Regions from separate parts of the Mustela erminea genome. Here region 2 is linked to region 1. The links are chromatin contacts, called in public Hi-C maps. All regions are on one chromosome and are shown on one strand. Each heading gives the region's core, a stretch centred on a gene start, on an enhancer-like site or on the middle of the called end of the contact. The rest is flanking DNA. Distances are from core to core; before and after follow the strand shown.

Region 1 (5,471 bases), core at 1,073-3,572:
CAGGACCCTGGGATCATGACCTGAAGCGAAGGCAGACGGTTAACTGACTGAGCCACCCAGGCGCCCCCCCAACAACCATCAGTTTTGACATTAGCAGATGGTTATTGCCCGAATCAATTATTTGAAAGTGCCAAAGCCTGGTTTTTCTGCTTCTGTTCCAAAAATGTTTAAAAGGCAGAGGTTGACTTTCAATTTTTAGATGACTATTTTTTTGGGGGGGGGGAGCTGGGGGGTTTTACAAAAGAAAGAGCAAGTGGTTTCAGGAAGTGGCGGGGTGTTCCTTTCCAAGTCGCAACTGAAATGATCCTTTCCTCAACACACAAGTCCTGTGTCCTGAAGGGTTTCCAGAGGCCAGCGTGTTTCCTTCCTCGTGTTTTTCAGCACGTGCTTCCCACCCGAAACTGTGGTGGCTTTTGGGGGCTCCCGTGGATCTGAGGGAAGCCCATAGCTCTGGACAGGTTTGCACAAGGAGGAAGGATAACACTGTTGTACCCGTAATTCCTGATACCCCGGGACTGCAGCTACCTTCTCTTTGTTATCCCTGGGTCCATGCTTGCCTCATGGCCCAGGATGAAAGATTCTCAGAAAGAAAATCAGATTATGTGAGCCCTTTTGTGTAAACCCTCTAGCGGCTCCCCATTGCTTTTAGGATAAAGGCGGTTTGGAAGGGGACTTAACGTGGTGTATTCAAGGCTCTTCCCCTCCTAGCCCTGACTCTGAGTCCACCATCCCTTCTCTCTTTGTGCCTGGATATGCTGGTCTCCCCACCTGGAACCCTTCCATTCCTTCCTCTGCTGACTCCTCCTCACCTTCAGATTCCAGCCCAAACTACTTCCTTGGAGGATCCTTCCCTATCCCTCCTACCCACACCCCACTTTATGCCCCCAGGGTTGTTTAATTAATGCCCCCCCCCCCAGACTATGAGGTCTACAAGGGAACCTAGCGTGTTTATTTTGCTCATTGTAAATCCTCGTTACTTATTGTATGTTGATTCTTCCATTCAACAAATATTTATTAAGCACCAGCTAGGTCAGGCACTCGGTGTAACATGGTGAAAACGATCCGCACAATTTCTGCTTAGTGGGGAAGGGAGAAGATACACAGAAACCCCAAAGAATTTCAGGAGGTGCTGGTGTGAGGTCAGTAACAGGGAAGGGGACAAAGGGATGGGGGGGGGGCATTTGCAAAGGGTGGTCTGGGAAGGCGCGTTGGAGCACAGAGGTGGGGCCGAAGGCTAGAGGGACAGGAGAGGGAAGAGCCAGAGGCCAGGAGTAGGTCTGGTGGGTTAGAGGAACAGTGGGCTGAGCTCGTGGCAAACGACTATTTGTTTAATGGATCGGAGGAAGAATGAGCGCCCTCTGCCTAGAATTGTGCTGGATGCTTTCTCATGCTTTATTGTTCTTGTCCCTTGTCAGATCTGACCTGCAGGTATGGTTACCATCACAGAGAGGAGGCTAACCCAGAGAGAGAGAGAGAGAGAGAGAGAGAGAAAGTGTCCCACGTCCAAGACCGCATAGGAAGTGAGTGGAGAGGGAGCCCGATTCCACTCGGTTCTGGCTTTCTAGTCTTAAGGCTCCTTCCCTTTCCCCTCCCGCCCCTCAAGGTGGGTTGGCCGCTGTCATGCCCCATTCGTGAATGACATTTGCTAGACATTCAGACACACACGGACTCTGGGTCCGTGTATTGGAAAGCGGGTGTGTCCACCTGTGCGGTTACCCGGCTCTGTGGGGCCTGGTTTGCCCTTCCGCGAGATCCTGCACCTTCTCCCAGGTGCCTTTTCTCCAACTTGAACCACAAGCCGCGCTTAAGGCACCCTCCCTTAGCCCTGCCACGGAGACGCTGAGCGCACTGGGCGCGCGTGCACGTGGCTGTCCCCAGGGCCCGGGCGCTGGGCGGGGGCGCCCGCGCGTCTACTACGAGACGCGCTGGCAGGACTGGGACGAGGGTGACGCGAGCGCAATATTTAAGGGAGTACCAAAAAACCCAGTGACCAAGATAAACAGTATTTTAATGAAATATTTAAAAAAATCAAGATGAACCTCCCCAAGTCCAAGGCAATGAAATAGCAAAAACGTTAAAGAAGGGATCCGTCTCGATGGGTTGGGCATCTGGGGCGCCCCCAAACTCTGAGACTCGAGTCGCGGGGTGTCGGGGCGCCCCCTGGGCCAGGGCGCGCCGGGGGCCCTCGAGCGCTGGGGCCCGGGGTGGGGAGGCTGGCGGGCGGGGCGGGGCGGCGCCTCCCTCTCGCGGTCCTCCCTCCACCCCTCCCGGGCCTCTCCCGGGCGCCGAGTCCCTTCCCAGTCCCGATCCGCGCCGCCTTTTCCCGCGACCCGCACGGGGCCCAGCTGACGGGCCGCGTTGTTTACGGGCCGAGCAGCCCTCGCTCCCGCCGCCCGCCCGCCCGCCACTCGCCTGCCCAGGTGCCCGCCCGGCCGTCCGCGCGTCTGTCTGTCCGCGCGTCCGTCTGTCTCAGCGCGCGCAGATCGTGGCCCAGAGCGCTCCGGGCCGAAAACCGGGCGGCCGGGGCGCAGCGAGGGGCTCCGGGCCGGGAGATCTCAGGACGGGGCCCGGGCCGCGGCGGTCCTGGGTCGGGGCCGCCTCCGCCGCGGCGCCGCCGGATTTGTAGAGGCCGAGGCCCCGCGCCCCTGCTGGGGCTGTTTCTAGGGCCCTTCCGGGAGGGGCTGCGGCCGGTGGGCCGCCGGCGTGGAACAGAAGGACGCGCGTCCCCCAGCGCCGCTCGGGCGGCCGCCTCGGAGCATGACCCCCGCGGGCCGGCGCCGCGCGCTCTGATCCGCCGGGACCCCGCGCTCCTGCAGCCATGGGCGCCGGGGCTGGGCGGGGGGCGGCGACCGCGCCGCTGCTGGTGGCGGTGGCCGCGCTGCTGCTGGGTGCCGCGGGCCACCTGTACCCCGGAGAGGGTGAGTCTGGGGGCCCGGGAGTGGGCGGGGAGCCACGCGGTGGGGAGGGGACCCCTTGCCAAAATGGAGCCCACCGCCGTGGACCCAGAGCCCTCCTCGGTGCGTGGGGGTGGGGGGTGGTGGTGGTGGTGCGGGTGGCCGGGACCGTAGCTTCGGCCCCGCGCGGGGCGGGAAGCCGCTGACCTTGGCCTTTGCCCGCCTGGGCTCGCGGTTCCGCGCCCCGTGTGCGGGCCCCGGGCCGGAGGAACCTTGCCCCAGTGCCCGCCCCGCCGCGGGTGCCTCTCCCAAGCGCGCCTCGGACCCGTGCCTAGTCCTCTCCGAGCCCACCTCGCTCCGGAGACGGGACACGCGTCATCTTCGGGTCCTATGTAAAGTGGAGTCCCTGGGGCCGTGCGGCCTTGGACAGTCAAATGCCAGGGGCACACGGGGTTTGGAGTGAGAGTCGAGGGTGACAGGACTGAGGGTCCCTTGGGGTCCCTTTTCATAGGTGCTCCCCAGGGGGAATTGTAGAATCTGACCCCCCTCTCCGGATCTAGGCCCGGGGCTATGGGGACTTCAGATCCGTGTTTACACTTTGGGGTTCTGTTTCCAGATGTCCGGAGGCAAACTCTAGCGCCTTGGCAACGGGGCGTTTGTTGTAGTAGAAGTAGGGGTGTCTTTATTGTGATTATTATAGTGTCACCAGATGCCATGGGCTTATTTCTCTACATCTTCACCGTGGCCTGCAGAGGTTGATACTGTTTGCCCATTTCATAGAGGAGTAAACTGAGATTCAGGTAGGAGACAGCTCGACCTGCCCTAAAGTCAGTGCCAGAGGGAGAACTGGAACCTTTCTGTATGGTGCCCTGGTGAGGTTCTTGACTGCTGCTGGATGTCCCATGTCTCCCCAAAACCCCCAGAACTCCCCACCCCCAGCTCTGTACTTCATGAAGGGCTCTTACCTGTCAACCCAGGGAGGTCTCTAACCTCACCTGAGCCTCTCATAGCCCCTAGCCCCACGGACTTCCCTCCTGGGCCTCCCTGGGCTGGCAGCGGATGGAGGCAAACCCCAGCCCCGGCATCCTCCCTGGGCTTGGTAGCAGTCTGTTCTGGGGGCGGGCCAAGAAATGAAGAACCCTTCAGGACAACATGGCTGAAGTTTCCTCCTGGTGTCTGAGGCCCTCCTTTAAAAATATCTGTTGGGTTACTTTTTCAGAATTCTCCATAAAAGGAAATCAGTCCTGGTGAGGAAGGGGTTGGGGAGGGAAGAACCACAGCTCCTGAGCTCCGGGCCGGCGAATGAGGTCCCTGGGGAAGCACACACACACGGGCTCTGGAGTCGACAACCCGTGTTTGCTGAGCTCCTCTCTGTTACACAGTGGTTCCAAGGCCTGAATGCTTGGTATACAGTGGGCACTCAGTAAAGGTGGCAGTTGGCTTGGGTTCTCATTAAGAAAATCCAAGACCGGGTGCTTGAGTGGCTCAGCTTGTTGGGCAGCTGCCCTCGGCTCAGGTCATGATCCCGGAGTCCCGAGATCAAGTCCCGCATTGGGGTCCCTTCTCGGCAAGGGGTCCACTTCTCCCTCTCACCTTCTCCCCTCTCATGCCCTCTCTCTGTTTCTCTGTCAAATAAATAAATAAAATCCTAAAAAAAAAAAAAGAAAATCCAAGACAAAGGTTAGATCGTTTCTAGGTTTTGTGTATGTATGTGCGTGCGTGCGTGTGTGTGGTTCCCTGCTCTTCTGTTCCTTGTAGCTTTGGTAATTAATTGACCACTTCTTTACATGTATACAGTTCCCCCAGGGGCCCCAGAGGCTTGTGCTGCTTTTATTCATGGCGACATTTTCGGAGCCTAGAGCAGTCCCTGGCATGTAGAAGGTGTTTGGTTAAAATATTTGTTTTTGAGTCGGTTCATATTCTTTGTGCTCTCACCAGTGCTCCAAGCCAGGGCTCTCCTATTCTTAGATAATTCCCGACCACTGTATACGAATACGGGCAAACTCGTGGCGAGTGTGCTTCCATATGTTTTGAATATAACCTGAGTTAATCCTCAAGGCATATAAAGCAGCATTTATGCTCCCTTTTCACAGGTGAGGCCATTTGGTTTCTTCCTTCCCTTTTTTTTTTTTTTTTAAGAGCATGGGTTTCTTTCTTTCTTTCTTTTTTTAAAGATTTATTTATTTATTTGACAGAGATCACCAGTAGGCAGAGAGGCAGGCAGAGAGAGAGAGGAGGAAGCAGGCTCCCCGCTGAGCAGAGAGCGCATGCGGGACTCGATCCCAGGACTGGGATCCTGACCGGAGCTGAAGGCAGAGGCTTTAACCCACTGAGCCGCCCAGGCGCCCCTAGAGCATGGGTTTCTTTTTGAGCTCAAGCTTCCCTTCCTCTGGCCAGTGGTAATGGTTAACAAAATCCTATCAACTCAATGAGATGTGATGCCCCTCGGAGGTTTGGAAACTTCGAGAAACTTTACAGATCATTAATCTCTCCTGTCAACCGGCAGGGCATTTTGGCCTGGGGGTTAGGGGGTGGTGTTGTGGTTGTTTTCAGAAGTGAAGGACTTTCTTGGAGATG
Region 2 (5,471 bases), core at 1,452-3,951, 70 kb after region 1:
GCAGAATGTTAAGTGGAAATTAATTTTTAAAAGCTTAACTGAACAGACATGCGAGACAAACTGTTACCATGTGATGAGGAAAAACAAAACAGAGCTCTTAACTTTGGTTAGGGAAGAGCTCAGTACTGTAAGGACAGACTCTTCAGAAGGCAGTAGAATAGATGCAGAGACAAATTCAGGGCCATAAGCGATCACCCACAGAAATCACAAAAATGACACAACAAATAATAGAACAGTTCTTTCCAGGAAGAAGGAAATGATGAATTAACAGGGACTAACTGATTTAGAAAACAAATAGAACTGACAAACTCAAGAGCTGGGTCTTTTAGAGCTATAATGCCCAATAAGGTAGCCACTGGCCACAGGAAAATTAATTGATTTGCAGTCACGTTGCCCAGATTTCCAGCGCTCAGTAGCTATAAGTGGCTAGTGAATTTGGACAGCACAGATACAGAACTTTTCTATCAATGCAGAAAGTATATAAGACAGTGCTGTTTTCCAAAGGACTTCTGAAATAATGTAACTAAGGGGGGGAAAAGGGGGTGGGAGGACAGATATTGTAGAATTAAGAATGAAAAGAGAAATGTAAAACCCAGTAAAAATTATAGACAGCTCTGGTAATACTTTTGGGAATCTTACTGAAATAATTTCACTTAGTGTTTTAAGTACTTATTTTATTAGACTGATCAGGACCTTGTGGAAGAAATTAAGGCTGTGATTTTGCCCCCAAGAGCAGCTATGCCTGAATCTCATAAATTGCCACTGTGAATTTCCAAATAGCCTTTAAAATTTACCTTGGCTCAAGAAGCCAAAAATCTGAGTAGGTGGAAACAGCTTTTAAAAAGTGACCCTTAGAGTCCCTGCCTAACACACGAATGTGTTACGTACACAAATCAAGAAAACTTGAAAAATATCCACGACAGACAAACAGGGGTCCTTACACCTTCCAAGAGTGGGTTTTAGGACCAGGCTGGGGTGGACTGAGGAGGGACTTAGCAGATGTTGTGGACTCCACATGTCAAACCCAGGTCAGGGAAGTCTGAGCACCCAGCTTCTTTGTCCGTCGTTTGTCTTAAGAGTCCGCAGCCGCCCAAGTTGGAAACTGGGGAACCATCTGGGAGAGAAGTCCCAAAGGCTCCACCTCCCTAGTGGTTTCCCAAGGCAGCCTCTTCCTTCCTGTCCCTTCTGCCCTTGGCTTCCTCAGCCGTCCACCAGAGAGCTAGAAAATTGTCCCAGACATGGGTCTGATGGTGTCTTTTCTAGTCGAAGCCCTTCTTTGGTTCTTCCTGAGGTGCAGAGTCCAAGCCCCCAGGCTCCCTAACTTCCCCCTCTGCCCTGACCTCCCCTGCCTCCTTCCCCTGTACTCTGCCCTTCATCAACTCTGAACTGTTTATAGTTGCCTAAAGGCAGCTTCCGATGATTCATGCATTTGCACACACTGTCCCTCCCCCATGGGGTAAAGCCAGTCACCTGATCCCCCACCTTTTTCCCCCCTATGAGCTTTATTGTGTACCTACTGTGTGCATGGCTCTAGAGCTCAGCATAAGACAGGCGAGTTCCTCCTTCCTTTCACAGGGCATATCAGGAGAGGAGAGACAGTGTCTCCATTCATTTCTGGGTACCAGTGCCAAGAAGGGGCGAGATCCAGGTGGGCCACAGTGGGGAGCAGGTAAATAAAACCCAGAGAACTCCATGATGCCACACTCAGCCCCATTCTCCTTGGGAGACCTGGGTTTGAGTTTTGGAGGAGCCGTTTGCTAGCTGAGTTGGCCTCAGCAAAGCTGTCTTTCTGTGCCTCAGAAGGAGATCATTGTTTTGAGTAGTAGGATTAATACCTTCCTAACTGATGTGGGTTGACCGTCCTATTCTGCAGGAGGAATGTACATTTTTAAACTGTATTCTTGGTGGGAGGTGGTTAGAGATAATGCCTGTTCACTGCCTCAGTTTACGGAAATTGCAAATACACGCCGAGCACACAGGTCTGAGGTTTTCAGATCTACAGGGAACACTGGCTGGAGGGCACCTCAAAAGTAGCCTGTAGATTTTCTTAAAAGTGTAATTTATGAGTATGGTTCTTGGTTTTCTGCGTGAGTGATGGGTGCAAGTCCTGGGGGTAGGGTCCGAGAGAGCTGTGCCACTCCCCCCTGGCCTCCAATTTGGGGGATTTTGCTGTGTGACCCTGGAGAGCCGCTCCCCCTCTCTGGGCCCCCAGCGAGTGAAGCCTGGGGCCAGGGCGCCCCTCGGCCATCCCAGGCCCTGCCACGCGGTGACCCGATCTCCTCCCGGGCACACGTCCAGCTCGCGAGCGGCCCAAGTGGTGCAGCGGCTGCTTGGGGCGGCCCTTACACTTGGCTTCGTCTTTTCTTGAACTTTCCCCAAAGTTCCATTCTTTGCAGGCCCGTCCTGCAGGGTCTGCATCCTCGGGAGGGCCCCCCACCCCCCAGCGCGGACTGCCTGGCGGCGGTCACGGCTGGAGCACCAGTCGGGCCGACCGAGCCCCGCGCGCCTGGGGGCGGGGCCAGAGCTCCGGCAACACGCCCGTGTATTGGCTGAGCGCGAGGGCGGCGCTGCGGCCACCGCCATCACCTGGCCCAGATTCCACGGAGCGGACTGCACCTCGGGCTTTGTGCAGCGCGCGGTTGCCGCTGGCTCGAGGGGGGCGGGGCCTCGCCCGCCTTCGGCCCGCCCGTTAGGAACTATACACACGCAGATGCCTGTCACCGACCAATCCTGAGGCTGCTTTAACGGGGAGCACCCCTCCCATTTCCCCCCCTCCCCGCTTTTCTGGCCTGCGCGTACGGTATGTCTTCTAAGAGCTTCGCAATTAGATTCCAAATGCATCTGGAAAGCCTATCGGTTCGCGCGCGTGGGGGCGGCATTGTCAGGGAACCGAAGGGGGGAGCTTCCCTGCTTCAAGGACACGCGTCCTTGCGGTTGTCGCTTCTCGCGGATCGCCGACTGGAAAGGGCGTCTGTTGACCGCCGAGCCGTCAGAAGTTTGCCCCCGGCTCCTCCCCACCATTAAATCACCGAGGGGAGGAATTCCCCGAGTCAGTGCTGCCCTAGCTCGGGGGCTCGGGGGCTGGGCGGGGTGCTGGGGGCTCGAACCTCAGCCGCCCGGGGCCCAGGGCGGGCGTGGGGGAGAAGGTCTGTGAATGGAAACCGAGTCAATGACTCTACAGAGTTTATAAAATTCACACTTTCAGGGAGAGCCACGGGGCCCTGTGGGGAATGTGTCTGCAAGCCCATGACGCAACTGTTCCGTTTGGAAATTTCTGGAAAGCAGTAATTTTGGGAATAATAAATCTTGAGGTCCCCCCCCCAACTACAGGCTTTGGAAAGAAATGTAACAAAATGTTATTAACATATGTTGTACTCTGGAAACATAGTGGCTTCTTTCCTTTGACTTTGTTTTGCTTTTTACCATATAGCTTTTTAATTAAGGAACACCAAACCGATTTCAACTTTAAAAAAAGGCAAAGGGGGAATAAAAAAGGTGGCTGTCTTTTTCTAAGCATGTCGTTTATAGTGCAGCCCTGTGCTAGTCTTTCCCACTGTTCTAACCTTTAAACCTTACTTTGGATTTATTTTCACCTTTTTGTTTTGATGTAGTTTTCAGGTTTACAGAAGAGTTGCAAGAATTGTATCCAGATTCATTGTTTACATCTTACTGGACTTATTTCTAAAGCATTTATTTACACGTATTATATACATATATTTGGTTTTTTCCTTGAGTCTTTTGAGAGTCAGTTGTAGGCGTACTGGGCCTCAACTGGTAACTTTTTAGTGGCTTTCTAAGGACGAAAATTACCTTGCATGGCGGCAGTACAGTGAGCAGAATCAGAAGTTAACACTGAGGCAATATTTTAATCCACGAGCTTGTGTATAAGTCTTATCCCAGGAGCCAGTGTTGTCCTCATCAGTACTATATTTTCCTGGCCCTCTTTTCGATCTAAGACCACACTTCTTACTTAGTTGTTTTGACTGTCGGTTTTGTAATAAGGCAAAAATGATCGAAGAGACCATTGTATAAGCTCGCAGTGATGTCAGGCGGCTCTTACATAGTTGTACCGGGGTAGTTGGGGGTAGAATTGTATGGTTAATCAGTAGTATTTTTTAATTGTCTACCAGGGGCTTTTAAAATACATATTTTCAAATAGATGTCAGTTTTTAAAAGGGTATTATACATACATAGCAAAAACCAAAAAACAAAACCAAAAAAAACCCTACCAAATTTGCTGATATGTAAGGGTGTCCTACATACTGTCTGCTCCAAGCTCATTCCCTTCCCCAGTTTTGGGGCACATTTCTTGTGTCCCTTTCAGAGGGACGTATGTCTCATTTGTCCTTTTCTCTCCCCTCCCATCATTCCCATTTAAAGATAATAATTTCTGTACAGCAGAATCTGCCCTCTTTTTGTGTAAAGTTCTGCGAGTTTTGACTGATACATACATTCACATAACCACCACCTTTGTCAAGATACAGAATGGTTCCATCATCCCCTGCCCCCACCCCCCGCCCAGATCCTTTAGACCCTTTTCCAGCCCCTCCTCAGTTCCAGCCCAGTGATGTGTCCACTGCCCGGACAGTTTTGGCTTTTCCAAGATACCATGTAAATGGAATCATAAAGCACGTAAGACTGGCTTCTTGCACTCAGGACAAAGTGTTTGAAATTCATCCACATTTTGTGGTTGTTAACACTTAGGTGACTGCTGAGTGGGGTTCCTTATGTGCAGGTATAATGTTTATCCATTCTCCACTCCGCGGACAATTGGATTGTTTCCTGTGTTGGGTGATTATGAATGTAGCCACTATAAACATTTAAGTACAGGTTTTTGTATGAACACCCGTGACTTATTTGTTTTCCATGTCACCTGAGTAAACCCCTAGGCTGTGTGGTAAGGATAAGAAGGGCATGTTTAACTTTATAAGAAACTACCAAACTTTTCTAAACCAGCTGCCGTGTTCTGCCTTTCCCGCTGTTTGGGTCTTTCCTTTCTCTACAAAGGACTTCTGTTCTGTAGACATTGCCCTGCCTCTTGCTTGTTTCACTTAATTGCTACCTTGGAAATGATTCCAACATCAGCGTGCATGGAGCTACATTCTTTTTTGCAGCTGCAGAATATTCCACGCCTCGATCCCCCGTAATTTATTCACCTGGACCTCTAGGTTGTTTCCAGTCCTTTGCTGTTATAAACCCAGCGGGTAATGTCCTGTAGGGTGAAGATGACCCTTGTCCAGATATCTGTCTACACAGAGTCTCTCTTGTCTGCAGGGTGATTCCTAGTAGAAGAGATAGTGGGTCAAGTTGCATTTGCCTCCTTTGCTTTGGGTCACCTCTTAAGTAATTTCTGGAGATCTCCCTCTAGGGGAGGCATCATTGGGGGCGGGGAGCATCACACTTACTCCAGAGGGTCCAACCAGAGGATTCGGACATAGCTGCCCACCCCCCCAATACTCCGTGGAGTTATT

The links. A called contact is a pair of places that touch in the nucleus more often than the background predicts.
Region 2: a Hi-C map of fibroblasts shows a contact between it and region 1, with 3 times the contacts expected there. The contact joins the enhancer-like site here to the promoter of INSR in region 1. A contact is called at or near these places in 3 of 3 Hi-C or Micro-C datasets (fibroblasts, skeletal muscle and spleen).

The regions. Positions count from the first base shown.
Region 1 is chr1:6,031,952-6,037,422 of mMusErm1.Pri, forward strand. INSR (insulin receptor) reads left to right here and starts at 2,323. Exons shown (of 21, transcript XM_032309620.1): 1 at 2,323-2,918. The coding sequence starts at 2,819.
Region 2 is chr1:6,101,475-6,106,945 of mMusErm1.Pri, forward strand. All of the region lies in intron 2 of INSR (insulin receptor), which reads left to right. Among named protein-coding and RNA genes, the nearest start is that of INSR, 70 kb to the left of the region's middle. Within about 2 kb of position 2,702, the one cell type or tissue checked has open chromatin away from gene starts, as enhancers often do. A contact at or near this core is called in fibroblasts, where this site is marked.